2 separate regions of the Bombyx mori genome follow, and region 2 is linked to region 1. The links are chromatin contacts, called in public Hi-C maps. All regions are on one chromosome and are shown on one strand. Each heading gives the region's core, a stretch centred on a gene start, on an enhancer-like site or on the middle of the called end of the contact. The rest is flanking DNA. Distances are from core to core; before and after follow the strand shown. Region 1 has its middle 30 kb from the start of LOC134199090. Region 2 has its middle 58 kb from the start of LOC119628629.

Region 1 (7,494 bases), core at 2,063-4,562:
AATCCCGCAGCCGATTTAAATGTTAATCATCGGGTGTCGAAATTATTAATTACATTCGGACATCGGCGACACAACGTTACGCATGCAGATTGCAACGCCAACGAATGATTAACTATGCATGCGTGCATGAAGATTCTCTGATGCATTTGAATCGATTGCGGCTATTTCAATGATCGATCAACATTCCACACGATTATAGGACATTTATTTTATGTTCACGCGCCCGGAATAGAATTCACGTTGATCGATTTATGGAGCTTAGTTTTAGAATTTCGGCTGACAAGTTTGTATCACCAAAATATAAAGTAGCATCAAATAATCGTGACCAACATTTAGTTCATTACCAAAGTTCTAATGCCTAATTAAATAATATAATAAAATAGAAATCAGATAAAGCTGAAAAGACAGAACTTAATGTTCAGATCTATTCTAATATTTTATAGCAATAAAAAAATGTTTCTATTTATCAAAGCCATAGTGTAGCTTTTTCTTATGTTTTAATTTTTCAATTTAGAAAATACACGCAATAAATACGACCTCACCGACCTTTGCCTATATGTCTCAAAGGGTCGTTCACATTATAGAACCCAATCAACACCAGCAAGGATGTAACTGTACGTAGAAATATTTCACAATTTCTTTACGAATCAACAATAACGAATGGCTGAGAAAGTGCCGGTTCAAAGCACGCATTACAGTAATTAAGTATTTTGTCCACGACTGTCTTAATGCGGGTTTGATGACTATAAATATTGACTGGCGCCTGAATTATTGCGGTCGGTTTACATAAATCTTTTGTTATGCGGCTTTATTACTTTATCTGAACGTATGTTATGATTGATAATTGCTTTAACACGTTCATCTAAAGATGTGATTTGAATTAACTATTTGTATGTCTATAGCAATGCAATATTTTATTTATACGCATTTCGATACTGTATTTATTTTAAATAATTATATTCTATATATTCTAATGATAAATACTTAACAGTTAATCAGCATCTTTTTATTTGTCAATCCATTTTCCTTTTGTTTACTTTAGTGACTATTGATGAACTTTAGTGCCATCAATAAAATTATTGGAAATATATTATATTTTTTTCTTAAAAATTTCAACAATGCAAAAAGAAAGTTAATACATAAAACTAACCGAAATCTTGAAGCATCAGTAACGGTTGAATTGTTGTGAATATAATTAAAATAATATACACTAGCAGAACAGGTAAATTTTTATTATAATTAACGTCAATGTTTCAATATAGATTTGCTTTGATTGTAAAGGAAATTACATAGATAATTAATCTGGTCAAATCGACGTCAAATCGGGTTCAACAAAAACAACAATAGCATAGTGATGTTGTCGCGTACTCAAAAATCGAATCTGAGAAACTGTGTCTATACCAACACTTCCCGGAAGCGAATTCTGTTTAGGACTACCAGGCCAGCCCTACATTAACATTCACCGAACATTTGATCCGGGAGTTATCACGTATCGAATAGAATAGAGCTATAATATTTTATGATCCCTTGTGCGCCTTACTGGGCGGCATCGGTGTTCGAATGTTAAAATAACACGGCGTCATATCGATTGCTCTGTAGTTAATCGATAAATACTGCGTATTTAAACTGTACCGATTTTATCGGTTGTCGTTTAATATGCTACCATGAATAATGTATAAAAGTATAAAAAAATTTTAGGGATCTGTTTTACGTATTTACCTACATTTGTTTTAATTTTAGTTTTATTAATAAAATGTTAACTGTTTTTAATTTTATAGAAAATTTAGTTCACGGTTCACAGTAGGTATGAAACGTTTCGTTATATTTTGAGGGTTACATATTATTTATTAGTCTTGGTAGTTATTAGTTCTAGTATTAATCTAATATATAAAATTCTCGTGTCCTCCTCCTTACACACTTACAATAAGTTAGTTTTTGTTTCTACACTAGAAATTCCCTAGAAATCTTATATATGGCAAAACAATGTTTGCCGGGACAGCTAGTAGTTATTATAATAATATAAAAATATTATTTTAGGATACATGCAAATTGTGTTCCTAAGATCTTTTTTAACTGTTTAGCTCCGGAATAATAAGACATCTTGCTTTAAAAAAAATATATGACGATGGCGTATGGATGACCATGAAAGAGTGTAGCGGCAATAGATATGCCGCACTTGTATTGCTATTTTCTTTTGGACTTGAGGACTATTTTCGGTGAAATGAAAACATGTTTATTTTTTTGAGATACTAGTTGCCGTATGTATTCTGAATTAGCAATCGTACAGTTTTATAGGATAGTGGGGTCAAGGAACAATATTCTTATCCAATTGCAACCGCACACGTTTCTAGCGTCACACACAGCTCTATTCTGATTGGTGGGAATTTAGACAATAATACCAATTATAGTGAGGGGTAGATCTCAGGGGTATTTTAAACTATGGGTTAGTCACCAATATCGAATTTCGAATTTTAATCTTCCTTTAACAGAAATAATTTTCAATTTTAAACATTAATTACATTTAGACGCGGGCGCACGCTATTCACACTCAAAACGGAAGCGCCCGGAACATAGATTATACACTGTTAAAAAGATGGACATAGATGCTAACTATGTATAGCGAGCGGGCATACGGCCGCGAGAGTGACGTACCGATCGGTTTGCTATACAATATAATAATAAATAAATAAAGAAGAAAAAAGCCTTTTATTTCGTACAAGTGACATAAAAACAAAAATTAATGCAATTCTTAACTAATAAGTAATGTATTTGTTGAATAATATTAGGTATTATTTCCCGCTTGCAAGAACCCCTCCTCGGGTACAGGCCTCCTCCAAGGATAGCCAATCTTCTCTGGATTGCGCAATTTTAACCTAGTTTGTAGTTGCTATTTTCTTTATATCGTCTTCCCATCTAGTATATGGTTCTTCTGAAGACCATATAATATAATAGTACCAATAACAAAATACAGATACAATAATTTCATGGATCGACATCCTTAGCATTGCAAATGCGTGAACAAAGACGTTGGCCACACAAAATCTGATGGGTCGTATTCATTTACTTTCAAAGGTAACAAATAATTAATTTACAAATCTCAATTAAAAAAATAAAAATATAAATTTGCCGTTTCTGCTATCCGTACCTTACTGGAGTTTCGAAGCACCAGAATAAGCCCGCTCCAGCTTGCATATGTTCAAGTGATTTTTCACGGCTACGGTACTTGTGTTCAAAGGGCACGCAGTACCGTGTCGCAATCACGATCCGAGATCACGACGAGTCCCTCTACTATTTACTAATCTAACCGATCATTATGCAACAAAGAAATTTCTACCTTAAGCAGCTGTTGATAAGGCACATGAGTGCTGCAAAGTTTTCGATGTCAATACCAATGATCTCTTAAGTGTTAGCGCAGATGAATTCAGGCTTTATTCTCGTCACATAAAGGTCACTTTTGTAGGTTAAGTTTATCGGTACGATAGTAAAATGTCTTTAGAGCATGTCGCTACCAACCTTAAATGCATTAAGTTTGTATATGAGATAACAATCTTTGCGAATGCAAGTGCTTTGTTGTTTCAAAGATAGAGTTGTTGTGGTTGATTTATTTTTGGACATGTTCTGTTTGACTTGATAGTTCTGCGTTAAATATTCTTGGTAATGTTAATAGGACTTTCCTATTATCAATTCTGAAACTCTTTGAATCTTAATAAAATGATACATTTTTATTTCCAAATATGTTTTGTTTTATCCTAAAAATAAATTCAGAAGTTAAAATTATAAAAAATCGAGTTTATGTTTAGTAAAAGTATTTTTTTTGGAACTAAGAAAGTTTTGTGTTTAATAGCACGAAATGTCGCTAAACTCCATAAAAAATACGTAAAAGCAACTTCCAGAATATCCCTTGAAAAAAAAAAAATTCTTGTTTCGAGGGGAAAATATCAAAGTATTTCACCTAACCTGGTTTATTAAAATAATTTCCAAGTGCGTGAGGTAACCGCCCTAAACAGCTCTCAAACACGCGAAGACCTACCAAAAATAGGCAGTGACACAATTTTGTCACTTATACCTTAAGGAATAAGGTATTAATCACGATGCATTTTTTTGTGAAGCTTAATCAGTGAATGGAACTTGTCCCGTGAGTTATACGTATAGGTAAGATAAGGCGGTAAAGAAATATAATCAAATGCTTTAAATAATTTAATCACCTACGCAATCTCGGCTTCTGGATGGCCTCATTACATTTTCGATTAGATTAGAAATTCCACTGTAAAGCTAGTAGTAGGCTGTTGATTGAATAATGGAAACAGCTGTTGTTTTCTTTTGATTTGTGTAGAATTTTAAGTTCGATGCGGCCAATTATTTACATGATTTGATTATATTAGTCTTTAACTTTTCGATATTGAACACTTTATAAAAAACAGACTGACAAGTTTCACATCAAAAATAAATGAGAATTGGTCTACAAAGTCAGTAATAATTTATTAGTAATTTAAAACGTTGTCTAAAATCGGAATATTAAAATATACCTATCTAATAAATACCTACTGAAAATATTCGACCTTCCGAATTGTCGAATTATATAATAAGTCGTCATTATATGAGTTGAAAACTCTCAGCACTTACATTGTTTTTATTTCTTAACAAAAATAAATAAAGTTGATTACTTACCTAAATATTTAAAATTAAATATATAAGGATTTTGAAAAAAAAAATGCAGTTATGATAGATAAACCAAATAATAGATAAACCAAAACGCATGATATGTATTTGAAATACTGTTTTGTGTTCTTTTTACTCGAAACAAAATGAATACAATCCCCCTGGTCCTCAGGAGATATTTCTCCGCGGGGCGGGGGTCGGACACAGACAAATGACACGCAGCGCCCCTGGCGGCTGGGGAATGAATTATTGCCGCCAATCCAGAGAGCTCCCACCAGCGGCCATTTTTAATTTTTAGGGGTAGCCTGCCCTTCTATGTTATGTTGTTTTTTTTTTATTGAATCTGTAATGGCCGCGTTAGTTTTGAGTGACAAAAAGCTATTATTGAAAATTGTGGGTAGATTAGAAATTAAGAAACTAAGAATATATTATTCCGAGTGTGAAACTCAATCAAACATGTATTCTAAACACTTACATCATTGATAAGAAGTAATATTTCAGTAATTCTATGTAATGCTGTTAGTTTCTTATCTAATATATTGAGTTATAATTTTTTAATGTATTTATATAATATATTTTAAATAAAAATTAAATACAATAGATTAACACAGTCCCCGCGCAACACACGGATTTTTACCAATATTAATGCAACTGGATGTGACACTTTTCCGAATTATGTCATTCTGCTCCGATTGTATTGAAAAAAAATTATAATTTTACTCACATGATTCATATTCACATTATTCATAGTAAAAAATCGCTAGACACCGATTTGTTACGCGAAACGAAAAGTGATAAATAAATAAATACCGAATTTAGTATGTATTAAATCTACACAAATACAGAGTCTGACCTAATAGCTAATTAATAATCCTATTAATTATATTTTCCAAAAATAAATGATGTTCGTTTTGGATATTTAAATAAATAAAATAAAATGACAACAGGAAAACGATAAGCGCCTATTATTTAAAATGCAAATAAGTAGATTTTATCTCGAATTAATTATTAGTAAATTTGATTAAGTCATTTTTCTCTCGCACTTCATTACAATAACCGATTGCTGTAATTACAATGAACACTAATCGACCACAGATGGAAACATATTTTAGTAATAACGCCTTCCGAATTAGTTTAAAATTGAACAATCAATTATTAAGTAAATAAGTAGCTTAATCGTTTAGGCAACCAATCACTTAAATGTAAATATTTGAAGAACTACCCATTAAAATCATGTTTGAACTGCTCGTAAAAAGTAATGTGCTCATAATCGACTATTAAAACAAATTGAGCCATGAAAGAGCATCACTTTTGACATAAATCACGACCTCTAACGGCCGTGCACTGAACTACGGAACATTTGTCGCTTTGCTATCACCTCAATCTCTCTGAAATGATGAACGGACAGTTTTATTGCACCAACCCGTCTGTTTATTTACCGCTTCGTAATAGAATGTCAATAAACAATGTTGATTATTGAGCGGTGTAATTAAATGATAATAAAACTTGACAGTTAAACAAGAAGCAGGCAGCGCCCTCACGTGTTGGATATTGGAGGTTAGTTTCTTCTGTACAGTGACATCTATCGCCGGATAGTGTCAGTATTTTTTGAGAAAAAAAAAGCGTTAATTTACCATCTGTTTTTTTTACTTTCATTTAATATTTTTAATCATAGAACTAACAACGGAACTAAAGTCGTAATGCAAAGTCAATAGTGGCAAAAAAACAATGATCGTATACCTAACAAGCGTAGATCATTTATCACGCGCTACGGCACATCAATAATTCATTACTAATAACATGGGGGGCTGACGTAATTAGTGCAATTACTAGGCCACCCGCAATTTCCCGAACACCTTGGTGGTAATTGAATTATTTATCTTCAACTGAATTAGGAAAAGCTGGATGCCTACAGTTACTCAGGGAAACCTGTTATTTGAGGCGCGTGAAACGGAACGTCGACAATAGACGCGTGACGTTGCCCTAAGATTAATGGCGGCGATAAGACTTATTTATTAATTAAGATTATTTTAACTACGCCCATACAAAAGTCACGATCCTAATGAGAAGCTTCAAGTTTGTTTTAAAAGAGCTTTTGGTGCTGTAGAGTGTACGTGAACACGAAGCCGACCCGCCTGTGAGCTTAGTTCGAGTTTTTTAACGCTCTCGATAGCGTAAAAGTTAACTCATAATTTGTATGCAATTGGAACAGCGCCCCTAGCGCCAAACGTAGGCAAACGTTCCAACTCCATACAAATTTGAGTTAACTTTTACGTTATCGAGAGCGTTAAAAAACTCGCATTAAGCACACTAGTGTATGCGTAGTACGAAGTCTGTGAACATCACAGTCTCAAAAGGGCCATCCAATTCTAGAAGTGGCACAATTAGGTATGATGGCGGTACCTGCACTGGTGGTAGGACGTCTTGTAAGTCTACACGGGTAGGTACCATCGCCCTGCCCATTTCTGCCGTGAAGTAGTAATGCGTTTCGGCTTGAAGGGTAGAGCGGCCGTTAAAACTAAGACCTTACTACTTATTTCTCGAGGTGGGTGGCGGCATTTACGTTGTAGATGTCTATGGGCTCCGGTAACGACGTAAAACCAGGTAGGTCGTGAGCTCGTCCAACCATCAAATATATAAAAATAAAAAATCCTATCTAGCAGTATTTAAACAGTTTTTCTTTGAACTCATTCGGAAACACCTTGCTATCTAACTGTAGGGATATATTTTTAAAAAAAAAAAAAACCGTCCTCAACCTTATTTGAAGCAGCCATAGTCGTATTTTCGCTTGCGAGAAAATATGCTATCTGATCTGTAATCCATAGACACTATTAA
Region 2 (7,494 bases), core at 1,518-4,017, 170 kb after region 1:
AAGTAAACTCTTTCGCACGTCTTAGGTAACAAAAACAATATTTCATGTTATCATGATAATTATGCTCAAATCGTCAACATAAAATTCATAGTAATTCTGTGCAGGCGAAAACCAAAATCGAAGACGCTTTATACAAAAAAATCTATTTATCACAAAAATCTACGTAACTTTTTAAATGTTACTGACATTTAAACAAAGAATTACGAACGTTAATATTGTATGTTCTGTCTTTGATGACAAAAAATGTTGCATTAGTATTTATCAATTCCAATCAATATTAGCTTCTTTTACACATTCAATTAAACGGATAAAGTTGGCATGAATCACATAATTAACATTGCACAGCCCCTTATCCATCGAAGAGACGCGTCAGAAATGAATACATTAAGTTGACCTAACCATACCTGGTTAGCCATTAGCCGGGCAATTATCACCTGAAACCCGTTGTTAACTCGGCATAGTTTCACACGACACTCGAGTGTAATTAATTAGGTGCCTCGACGGCTAAAAAATGAAGTATAGAAAATCTATGCGCAAGATGAAAAAGCAATTTTAATGAAGCACTTACATACTTATTTCACACAATTTCTGTTGGAAATTTACTTCCATTTTGGTATATTACACAAAATAGTATAAGAATTTGAATAATTAAAGTGATTCAATTTTGATAAGTGACTTAAACTTTCGTGTAATTAAAAAAAAAAACTTAAATCATCGACAAAATCATTCAATAAAAAAAAAATACTACCATTATAAATTATTCAAAGTAAAAACGCATATTTCATTTTTAGAACTGAACGCAGATCCCTCAAAAAGGATTGAAACACACCCTTTCTTTCAGCAGGATTAATCTTAGTTGTATATTCGAGATTTAGGCGGCAATAAGAAAGACGCATAGGTGGGCTTACGGCGAGGGCGAATGGCAAATTGTCTCAGATTCCAACCCTCCCCATAAGGATTTTATTACATTCGTTAACGCATAAAAGATTAATGTGTAAATACTTTATTTGTATGCAAATTCTTTACGGATTAGACAAAAGGGTTGTCGTTGATTTCGACCATAACAAAACCGCTAAAATTAAGTGTTATACGTTTGTGCCTAAACTTTTGTTTTAGAAGAGTTGAAATTGAAAGTGTAGAAATAAATTTTCACGCGACATAAAAGAATTTGACTATTTTTAAATGCGTTTTACAATGGTGTTTGATGATTCTTAAAATGATAGATAAGTTATTGTTATAAGTTATAGCATACGAACTAGGGTTCCATTTTCGAATTTGTCTGAGGCGTATCTTTATACCTGAATGGTGTAATAATTCATCCCCCCCCCCAACAGGCTGGCGTTTGTGTGTGTGTGTGTGTGTGTGTGTGCGTGCGTGTGTGTGTGTGTGTGTGTGTGTGTGTGCGTGCGTGTGTGTGTGTGTGTGTGTGCGTGCGTGTGTGTGTGTGTGTGTGTGCGTGCGTGCGTGTGTGGGTGTGTGTGCGTGTGTGTGTGTGTGTGTGTGTGTGTGTGTGTGTGTGTGTGTGTGTGTGTGTGAGTGTGAGTGTGAGTGTGTACAGTATTTTTGATAAAACCGACGCCATTATTGTTAACACCGTTTTTGTACGATTCGGCGCCAAAAAAAAAGCTACAATAGCAGAAACTATCCAATGTACAGATTTATTTCCTAAGAAATGAGATGAGTTTTTCACTCAGTAAAATATGTATTTTTGTACAGGAACTGTTAAACTGTTAAAAGGGAACAGAAAAGATTTTTCCCGCCGAGCCCCCTGTCCAACCTCATTTATCAGGATTTTGGACGGCAAAAGCTAAAATTTTTAGACGGTTTAAGCTGCGCGTAAATTTCGCAAAACATGACAACGTCGGATAAAAAAACCGACCGAATAAAAAACACTCAGCATTTACTTTGAACAACAATGAAAAACAAATTATACTTTTACGTGAAAGGCAGTTTTTTGGGACAAGTTTTTATTTACATACCTTCGTTCGTTTTGTGAACAAAGAATGTGACTCCTAACAAAATTAAATGTTACAATTTAAAAATTAAATTTCGAACGCAGTCACAAGTTTTGTGGCATGAAAAAAAAAATTTCAAATCTCACTAAACTCTGGCGCATCCCAGCAGTAAATTATCACAAGTCTCTCAAGCCGAGCCAATTACACGGAAGTTTTTAAACGCGGTCGGACGTGTAGTCATTTGTCGCCACACTGAACTTTCACACTATGTTATATATTAATTTTTATTTTTAGAATCGACTAATGCGGTCGACTTGCTCAGGCTAATCTCTTTCTCTTCCATTCTATTTCCGTTACAATTTGTTGCACGCTACCATTAGCAGGGACATTCGAAGGATGCAACTATGCGAGCTGTTTGTGTTCCATTGCAATAGGAAATTATATGAGTCTTCATTGATTAAAAAAATTATTAAAACAAATTTACTGTTTTTTTTATGTCTCCACATTATTTTCCCTTATTACAAAATAAAATTATGTAATAAATAAGACGTTAAAGCTTCAATATTTTCTTCATAATCACCGTTAAAATTTGGTGACATTGATTGCAAATATGAAATACGATTATTGGAACTATAAAGTGCTTTTTAAGAATTCACATAGTAGATATTGTACATAACTCAAATTAATAAGCATACAGCACAGGATTATGAGTAAAACATTGGCAATGATACAGCGAAAAAAAAAACTATTTAATCTTTAAACTTTTGTAGGTTGGCACATTGCGATAAATCAGCACATCGTTGCTGCATCGACGCCAAGCAAATAAGATGATACCGAGTTGGCAACAGCGCGTACACACGGAGACGGTGCCTACTAATGTATTCAGATTTAAGATAGCGTTTGCTGTGAATTTCGAATGTAAAGGAAACGAATAAAGTTACTGCAATTTGATATCAACCTATTTCTAGTACGTGGTTACAGCAATCTTATCTATATATTGATACGTGAAGCAAAAACTTTGTATCCTTTTTACGAAAATTGCGCGGACGGAGGAGTATGAAATTTTCCACACTTTTAGAGAATATAGAGAAGAAGTGCAGAATGCTAATATTTTTTTTAAATAATGCATAAAAGATACATTAAATCAATAAAAAAAACATTAAAAACACTACATACCATCTATTTGACGCACACCCGCATGCATACTATTTATCGTCAAGCTTTTGTTCTTGACGTCTGTTGTCAAATTGAGAATAAAATATTGTTTGTTTTTGTTAATATTTTTTATAGTGTAGTCTTATAGAGGTATAAAATACAATCATAATAGTGTACAAACTTACAATTCCAATTAATTATAGTCGAATTTCGACTACTGCGGGACCTCTATTACCTTTAAACGAGCAATTCTTGTATATATATAATCTGAATCTCGGAAACGGCTCCGACGATTTTCATAAAATTTAGTATACAGGGGATTTCGGGGGCGATAAATCGATCTAGCTACGATTTATTTTCAGAAAATTGTGTTTTATTCGTGTTTTCAATAATCAACTCTTCCCGACATCTATTGGCGAATAATAATACTATTTTTCTTAATTGAGAACAACTAACCGCTTTAAAGACACAACAAGATGGCGTTATAAAGAAAAAAAACCGGGCAAAGCTCGGTCATCATCTAGTTATTTATAATACGTGGAATAACAAGCAAACATATTCAAACTGGTCTTGAGCTGTATCAGGAATAGACATCTGATAGATATTTGTTAGAAGTTACAAGCAAAAATTAACATCAAGATAAAAGGTGGATAAATAAAGTGTCAGAGAAAAACGGTTTGAAGGACAAACTGGAATTTTAAAAACTCATTATACATAAACGCTAGAAATATGCAAAGTGAGTTTTTTTTTAATACAAAATAGTTAATGTAGTGATGGAAACTAGAAACCGTTGTAACACCTTTGAAGTCATTAATAATAAAAACAACTCAAGGCATACCTAAGTTAAATAACTGATTTTATATCAATCGCCGATATATCGAATACTCTCTCATAATTTGCCTATTCAATTCAAAGAGTACATATTTTTTTTATTTATTGCTAAGATGGGTGGACGAGCTCACAGCTCACCTGATGTTAAGTGGTTACTGGAGCCCATGGACATCTACAACGTAAATGCGCCACTCACCTTGAGATATACCTAAGTTCTAAGATCTCAGTATAGTTACAACAGCTGCCCCACCCTTCAAACCGAAACGCATTACTGCTTCACGGCAGAAATAGGCAGGGTGGTGGTACCTACCCGCGCCGAGTCACAAGAGGTCCTACCACCAGTAAAACATATTAAGTTCATATTAAGTTCAAACATATTAAGATTTTTTTTTAATGTAAATAAATTCGAGAACCGATGATTACAGTTAGCGGTATTGAAGTCTTATATTTCTGTTGAGTTGCACCTCCTTGTCGTTTGTGAACACCTCGTAAATCTCCGTAAGATTGTAATAAAATCCTCTGGACTCTGCGCGTCCAGTCACGTCCGCTAAACAAAACATCTTAATACTGAAGTATCTATTTCAGTATTCGGATAGTGTTTGAGTTGAGCGTTGAGTTTTATTCGTATTTTCGCAAACTTCAACAGTGTTTCTATAATGAATATAACGACAGAAATAGGTCTTTAGAAAACGATCACGTTAAAATTATTTAACTAAATGATTTAAGATTTATTCATATGGAATGTATCCTAGCTAAGCTTTTATTTATATATTTGCAAACGCATCAATTTACGTCAGATGATCGTAATTTTTCTAATTTTTGCCTTCAAGACACTCCGTTAAATTTCTACTGCCGAAACTACTAGCTACTATTACTAGTGAGAGTTCAAGAACCTTAGCTTATGTTCTAAATTTGAAACTAGTTTACCGATATAACAGCATAAGCGCCGATTACATGGCTTCTCAATTACTCCATTACCTTTCCAGTACAAAAAAGTTTTACTGATTTATAGTGGACCCACTGATATTTTTCGGACATCAGCAAATTACAATCCTTCATAATATAAAGAATTGGGGAGAGAAAAACAATTTCCCTCGGAAAAGATTACGTCCATAACGTGCTTTCTTTATTAGTTTCGATCACGTGATATAACGATAAAATATATTTCACTTGTCGTCCACTGCATTCCTACAGACAGTTCTTCTATTATCAAAAGAAAATAATGTCTATTTTGTCAAATTTAATAGAGCTCTGTTAAAGAAATAATCGTGTCAATTTCGTTCGAAAATCATATGAACATTTTTTTGAAATCTAGAATACTTGAATTTAGGTTTTGTTTGCTAAAACTAAATTCTGATGTAGTACATCTTATGAAATCGAACATTTAATTTTGTAGCTTTATTTGTATTTGAGTATTGGAATTTTGTATAATTACTTTTTTAGTAATTACATTTTACAGAAACGTTCTCAGCAGTATCAACAACGACTACCTATACAAAGTTTCGTTTGCAATCGCACAAAAGTTCGTAGGTATTATAAACATGATCACGAACTAACAAATGCTAACAAAAAAGATTATATGAATCATATATTATAATGATATTATATGATGATAATATAATATTACAATTAAATTGGGTAGCAGAATATCCCATTTATACGTCGTTATATACAATGTCAGAAAACTGTTTGTTTATAAACATAAAGAAAAGGCCCGACCATCGATCACCTTAGCGAAGCTCGTTACCAAAGCTACGCTTATCATAGATCATTTGTCTAAGGTGTAACACTATAGTCTAGTTAAAAGTGTAATAGCTAATCGTATACACAATCAATTTAGGACCTAACGCAACTGAGTGAAGGCACCAATCACATTAGCAATAATTAACATTTGGACATTATTGCTTTGTTGGAAGTGGCAAGCCACACACGACGAATTACGAGCGAAGCCAAGACACGGGTTGAATTATTTGAGCACAATGTATAATATTTATGAAATATGTCCTTATTCTTTGTAAGAGCCCTTAGTTTTTGGAAGTGTTAATGTACCTGTAATGGGATTCGACTGCGTCTCATTAATTTTAATTTGATGCTCGATTCTATCTTGAATTTTATATGTGACTAGGGTAAGTCAGTGGAGACATTAAAACGAGTTATTAATAGTAGGATCCCACAAATTCGTCACGCTGGTTGAGTCTTTCATAGAACGATACACCCTGTTTGATTCTGTTCGTGATACGGCACAATGTAAGCTCGCCTAGGTGGGTTTAAATAAACAGCTTATTTCTGCCGCTGTGTGTTGCGTTGTCGCCTAGAGAATGGGATAGCCGATGATCATGGAATATGGGTTCCGCATTCACGTTATGGTGTTTGTTAACTTCAGTAGATGTTTAATAACAAGTGTGCAGTAAACTAGCCTCCTCGTATTAACTGATTAAAAAGGAGGTTAGTGAATTTTTCGATTTTCGAAGTTAAAATCTATTGGTCCACTGGTGCGCATTTATTACCAAACTATTAACAATTCAAAATTAATATACCTATTTCCATAAGAACTTCAATTATTAAGAATTCTAAAAAGTAAAATGTACAAAAATATGAACATGAAATAAAAAGATGTGTGGTGTCGTGGGACACCGGATAGGAACGAAGTTACTTATTATAAAAATATTAATTTTAAGTTCTATTCGAGGTATAAAGAAAATAAAACTTTGCAACAACCCACGGTCATTCGGTAACGTGCGAACTTATTGTGGTACACTTCATTCACGGTTGTTTGCATAAGAGATAGTGTATTGCGCACACGAACGCTCTGAGATCGTGGTCAATGAATGATAAAAAAATATGTTATTTTTTGTACGTTATTACAAAGTTAAGTCGTACACTGTGTGCATTACCATTAAAAATCTTACGTTACGGACGTTTTTTCCCGGTTAGGGTACCCCTCCGCATCGTCCCATACGGAACTTTGTTCCAAAAAATATGCCGAAAATACGAAAATGATAAATACGAAAAAGCTGTTTAATTATGTTTAAAAGTCATAAAAATCTAAGAGAGTACTATATTAATAGTTACTTATTATCTTTATTTGCTTTTTCAGAACTGTATTTCGCGGTATGGTCTCTCGATGTGGGCGAGACGATATGTCAAACTGAAAACAAACGTCCCAGAAATAGAGCTGACAAGTTTATAGCGTCGCTCGCTTTCGACACTTCCAGAAGTCTGATACAAAATTATTACAAACAGCTATATACATTATAACTCGGGCTTTCTTCTTATTTTTATCTAGAGTCTATCTACTATTATTTTTCTAAGCCACGGGTGCGATCCAGCCAATACATATATATAAATTATCAAACAATATTAAATAATCAAAAGAGCTTTTAGAAATTTACCGTAAACCGAATTTTTCTCTCATGTGCTTTTCATTCGAGAGATCGCAAGTTCTAGAAGATACACTTGCTAAGCTATTTTGATACTAGTGAAACGTACCAGCGAAATATGTACGTCCACGCCACACGATAAATTAAAACTATCTTAAAAGTACCTTGAAATA

Evidence for each region. A called contact is a pair of places that touch in the nucleus more often than the background predicts.
Region 2: a Hi-C map of posterior silk gland shows a contact between it and region 1, with 1.7 times the contacts expected there. The contact joins two enhancer-like sites. A contact is called at or near these places in 3 of 7 Hi-C or Micro-C datasets (middle silk gland, posterior silk gland and whole pupa).

Annotation. Positions count from the first base shown.
Region 1 is chr6:5,801,924-5,809,417 of ASM3026992v2, forward strand. It overlaps a transcript of LOC692747 not described here. Among protein-coding and RNA genes, the nearest start is that of LOC134199090, 30 kb to the left of the region's middle. Within about 2 kb of position 3,313, at least 5 of the 8 cell types and tissues checked have open chromatin away from gene starts, as enhancers often do.
Region 2 is chr6:5,969,679-5,977,172 of ASM3026992v2, forward strand. It overlaps a transcript of Ubx not described here. Among protein-coding and RNA genes, the nearest start is that of LOC119628629, 58 kb to the right of the region's middle. Within about 2 kb of position 2,768, at least 2 of the 8 cell types and tissues checked have open chromatin away from gene starts, as enhancers often do.